Regions from separate parts of the Drosophila melanogaster genome. Here region 1 is linked to region 2. Evidence: chromatin contacts called from public Hi-C data. All regions are on one chromosome and are shown on one strand. The core of a region is the stretch at or near the end of the contact, and the rest is flanking DNA. Distances in the headings are between cores, read along the strand shown. Region 1 holds the start of dally (division abnormally delayed). Region 2 overlaps Fhos (Formin homology 2 domain containing).

Region 1 (2,851 bases), core at 242-2,741, 50 kb before region 2:
GGCGGGGATTGAGAAGCGGATGGGGTCTAGAACGGACTAGAAATAAGAGAAACTGCAGCTGCGGGATGGCAAAAACTTTGGCTGACGCGCGATTTACTTGGTTGAAGTATGGAAGACTGATGGCGAGGCGAGGGTTAAGACAAACTCTGAAATCAAGGCAATGAATTTCCCGCAAAAGAAATGTTTTTAAACGGAGAGGATGCAAAAGTAATTAAATTGAAAAACCATTATCAATAATCCCAATTTATGTACCTCTTTCTTATTTAATGGAGTAGATAACTTAGACTTTAAGTATTCGAACCACTCTAGTGACCTGGGGAAATAACATACGTTTTCCTCTGCATAGTTTAAAGTTAGTACGTTTGCTCCTAAGGGGCCTTAACCATATTGGTAGCTTTAACTTCCTCCATCGTTCCCCGCTTCTTCCCCAGCCCGCATGTCCAAGTGCATACTCGATATTATAACTCTACGGATGGATGGCGTGAACTTTACCTTTTTCGCTGTAAGTCCCACTCGACTTGATGTCGATCGATTCGAAGTAGCTCTTGACGGCATCACACTGGTGGGTCGATCCCCCAACGGCGTCCTTCGCCCGCGAGTCCCGCTGTAGGCGACGTCTGTGGTGCGTGGTGGCGCTGTGCAGGTGGTGCTGGTGGTGGTGGATACCATCCAGGTCCAGGTGCTTGGCGGCTGACAGGCCGACGAAGCCGCAGAGCAGGGTAAATAGCAAAAGCTGCGCTAGCCGCACGCTCCTGGCCGCCATTTTTGATGGGTGATTTCTGTGTGCAGACACAGTGGATGATGGGGCTAAATTTGATTTGCCTTTGAATGCTTCTCTTATTTTTATTTTAGCCGGTTATTTTATTTACTCTATTTTGCAGCACTTCTTCGTATTTACTTCTGCATGCTGTCTGGGTGAACAGCTGTTCGCGGCAACAAACACACACACTCACACAAATGCACTTGCCGGCTAACACGCACACACACACACTGGCACACACGGCCACAAACACGAGCGCACAAAACAAAAGGCCCCAAAAACACGCGTGAGCAATAAACGTGGTAGTAAACGTGGGATGGCGATAGTGGGTGGTGGTGGGTGGTGGTCGAAGAGAGAGCGCGTGTCTAGCACTTTTTGCTTTTCTACTTTCTAGTTTTGAAAGGTCGCTAAATTTCTCACAAGTATTTTCTTAACTTATTCAGAGACTTTCCATGACATAACAACGAATAGTACTCAATTCCTTAGCAATTGATTTGCCAGCGATTAGATTTGTTTTTTTTTTCTTCTTTTTAATTTTCTCCTACGTTTTGTGTACTTAGGTCGGCGAAAATAGATTTAATTGCAAAGCTCCTTGGCCACCGGCGTTCTCAGGTCGAGGAAATGCACTCGCCTTCTTTTCTAGCGTTTTTCCGCTCGAATTTCGCACCGATATTTTCAGTTTTTCCGCGCGCGCAACGAACCTTCCACGACGAGAAACCCGAACAGATTGACTTTGCCATCGAAATCAAACATCCGCCCTGAGTGCTACAACTTTAACGATGCGAACACGAACCACACTCGGCACTCGACAATCGGCGCTAAGAGAACCATCCGAACGCTCTCTTTCGAACAAAAGAGAACGGCGAGCACAGATGTTGGCACAGTGGTGCAATGAATAGAGGTGTTTATGCGAACTCAATTTAATTCACAGGTTAACGCCGAGAATACATGAGTAATACAAGGGCGCAATCTGAAATGAATTAATTAATTTGAGTCTTTAGAGTTTTGGAAAACGAGCTTCGAACTAAACCACAAACTTTGTAATGCTTATTAGATATTATAAAGTATTTTAATTAAGGAATGCCCAACCACAATTTATAAGATGTTGTATTTATTAACAGCATGTAGTATGAGTAAAAGGGGAAATTAAAGTTAGTAACGCAAGCTTAGCTTTCGTAAGATATCTATTCTCTTCGATGATTGCCAAACGATTTCGACAGCCAATGAATCTACGTAGTTCCATAAAATTTGATATGACACATATCCTGTTTTCGTTTTATATATTTCAATAGTGATTCGCATTTATTTATGGGTTCCGGCATTCTTCAGGACCAACTTCGAGTTTTCCCTGGCCGTGTCATCTGCCACAGGAGCTGGCTTGATTCTGATTATTTTTCTCTGTGTCCGATGGGCCTAAATATTTATTCAAATTCTCGAAATGCTCTTCTAAAAGCTTTCAACGTTGGCTCGCTGCAATTTGCATATTCAACGTAAATCAATCCATCTCACAGTGGTCTTCTCGGGTGCTCCGGTGGCTTTTAATCCGGGCTTTTATCGATGCCGCTGGTTGAAATTTGCATGCTCGGTTCTAATTGATGTCTGAATGAGTTCTAATTTTATTTCATAGGCTATGTTTTACGATCGGCTTGATGAACCCGTGGAGCAGGCTCAGATTTCACGCCTTTGAAGAGTCTCAGATGCTTGGCAGCTATTTCCCTAGGGCTAAATGTTTCTGTTCAAATTGATAGCCGTGTCATGACCTCGCACAGCACGTGTGGTGGTATCGTTTGTTTTTTTTTCTTCATTTCTTTTCTTTTGTTAATTTTTTCCCTTTGCAATTTGCGAAAACGAAGCGATTGTCTTGAGGCTGCAGCGGTGTGGCAGACAATGCACGACCCGAACACACCAGCCTCTTCTCCCCGGACTTTCACTCGTCACCCCGCGGGCACCGACCTCGATCTTAAATACCTAGGCGTCTCGGGGCGTCTGTGTATCTATTTCTTCATTAACAAGATACTATATAGCCAGGGCAGCGGGAACTTCATGGTGGTCAGTTGCGGGCGTCCAGCTGGGCGCAAACGCCCTCCCACC
Region 2 (2,700 bases), core at 136-2,635:
ATAGCAATAAGTTAGCCCAGCCTTGAGGCAACTCCTCTTCCCCCAGTGGATCGTGTGGAGCCACATCCAAACCAAACCAAACCAAACCAAGCCGAGCCAAGCCAAGCCCTCGTCGAAATCCAGAGCCTCCGGTTGCGAGGTGCATCTGCCATTGTCTTTTGGATGGAATCTCCTGGAGAAACGGGTTCATTGCCATGCAATGCATCATTTGTTCAAATCGCTTGCCACACAATAAAATATTGCAAATGGTGCCATGGAAAAGAAAATGCTAAACCCTTTGCTTGTAGTTTCCTGGAAACTTTTCCCTTCATTATTGACCAATTACCACTTTTGCAGATTCTCAAAAAAACTTTACGTCTATATGTTTTAGTTGTGGCTTTTCCAATTCAACGCTCACTCAGCTGGCCGCAAATAAAACTTATTCCGTTTCAATTGACTTATTTCCTTCCCTTCACCAAACCCATTCGACCAATGTTCAGTTTTTTGTGGGATTGTGGCCAAAGTTTAATCTTTTAGCTTTCATGCGAAATTTTCTCAAATAAATCAATTGTGGATTCTGTTTACTTTTTCTGTGTTTTCAGCTCCAGGGCAATAATGGCTCATTCTGGTCCGTGTTGAACGAGTTATGATTCTTTCATTCGTTCATTTTATAGAAAATGTGGAAGCGATGTAGAACGATAAATGCGTCTAAACACGCTATGCAAATATTTAAGTTTAGCCGCAAAAACCGCCCGAAAATATGCGAAATTAAAATTTAACTTTTTGCCTTCATTTGGCTTGCCAGAATAAAATAGATATTATAAATAAACGCTTAGAGCAAATTTTATCATCAACTAAAAATTTCGTCATTTTTTTTCATATTAAAATTAAATTCACAGTCGATTTGGAGTGTTGAATTATTTTCGCAAAATTCACATCTAAAAACCATATGATTATATTGAGCATTTTAATCGAATGCGTAGTAGTATATACTTTTCTGGCTAACTGTTTAACTAATCAGCAGTTGTATCACTAGTTTGGCGATTGGCAAAAAACTTGTCGTCATGGCACAAAAATACATTTTAATATAGCAAAACCTTCAAAAACTATAATGAATAAGAAGAATACTTAATTGCGAATCTTGATCGCGATAATGCGATCCACCTATTTATGTATAATGTATATAAATGTATCTCGTAAATGCGCAGTAAAAGAGTTAATGCCTTTTCATATTTGTATGCGTGTTGCTTGGCTAATTTTGCGCAACAAAAGATTTTTTTTTCGGTTGAAAGATTTAGCCAGTGATAAGCTGGCAAGAGATAAGCCAAGCCAGTTAAGACCGAAAAAGAAAGAGGGAAAATACAATTGTTTTCTGTTCTGAACAGACTAAGTAGAAACGGAGTGAAAAAAAATATATTGTTTATAGGGAATCTTTTGATGACACATGATGACTTTGAATATTATAATAAAATACTAAATAGCAAGTTTTAAATGTAATCATTGGTGTTTAAAAAGAATAAGCTTTATAATAAAACATACTAAGTAAGCCAAACTTTGCTCTTGGTCGAATAAAGAGGCACGATATTTAATGACTTATAGACAATTTCTGTCAGTGTAAAAACGGAATATCTTACGCTTTGTGGTGCATTCAGCAGCCGCAGGATTGTGCCCAGCTGATTGGCCAGCGGCATGGTGGTGGCGAAGGCGTAGGTGGGCGCCCGCACCGGGATCGGGAAGGCGGTGCACGCCGAGAGCGGATCGCTGTCCACCAGATACTGGACACGGAATGTGATCAGTTCGTCCGGCTCCATTTTCACAATCATTTTCGACGCGGCTTTCAATCACTTTTGCACATTTGTCTTACTTAATTCGAGGTCTATTTACTTTTCGCGATTTTCTCTCTCTCACTCGCTCTATGATTTATTTACATTTTCACTCGAACACTTGAACGAACACTGAAATGGATTTTTGCCATGAGATTTGTTTGCTTTAAGACCGCTTGCAATTTGCCTTAATTTCGATTTTGATGGCTCTTTGGACCAACCAAATGCCAAGCCCCACATTGCGCTAGCGCAGGCGAATCGAAAATAATAAAAATTGTTGCATAATTGTACACACGCATGTTGCGCAATTTTATGCTAAATATTGCAAATTGTTGGCACGCCACGCCCACTCCGACCCTCCTTCCTCTTGCCCATTTCCATGGCGATAGCTTATAGCGAGATATAGCATAATTGCTATGCCGAACCGGATCGCTCGCTTTTCTCTTCATTTGTGTAAATATTTGTCTTTGGATTTCTGGTCGGACGACAGAAAACAAGCCTTGGCTCATAACGTCATGATGATGATGATGATGATGGCTGGTTACCTTAACTGTTGTGTAACTTTCAATTCAATGTCAGTTCAGTAAGGTAAGAAAACGACGCCCAAAATCATCAGCATGCAGGGCGCACTACCTCAAATCGAAATCAAATCAGGCCTGAAATATCAAGAAGGCGACTTCATTTTGGCCCGCTATGTCTATTTCCCCGAGGTACCGCTAAATGTCAGACGTTTATGCAAATATGCAGGAGAGTCGGAGTTGCAGAGTGGCGTTTTTTTTTTTTTCTTTGTGGTCTGTGTTTATGGCCGAGGAGGGTTTGTTAACGAGGTTCTTGAGTGTCGGTCGGTAGCCAAAGTCAGTAGTTCTCCCCCCTCGCATAAGTGCTCATAACGTGACTC

The links. A called contact is a pair of places that touch in the nucleus more often than the background predicts.
Region 1: a contact with region 2 is called in a Hi-C map of the Kc167 cell line, with 5 times the contacts expected there. A contact is called at or near these places in 19 of 107 Hi-C or Micro-C datasets (the Clone 8 cell line, the Kc167 cell line, the S2 cell line and 8 more) and 3 of 7 datasets of targeted methods (the Kc167 cell line and the S2 cell line).

What each region holds. Positions count from the first base shown.
Region 1 is chr3L:8,826,145-8,828,995 of dm6, reverse strand. It overlaps dally (division abnormally delayed), which reads right to left and starts at 1,491. Exons shown (of 9, transcript NM_001259756.2): 1 at 493-1,491. The coding sequence starts at 763.
Region 2 is chr3L:8,776,231-8,778,930 of dm6, reverse strand. All of the region lies in intron 4 of Fhos (Formin homology 2 domain containing), which reads right to left. Among named protein-coding and RNA genes, the nearest start is that of Acbp5, 11 kb to the left of the region's middle.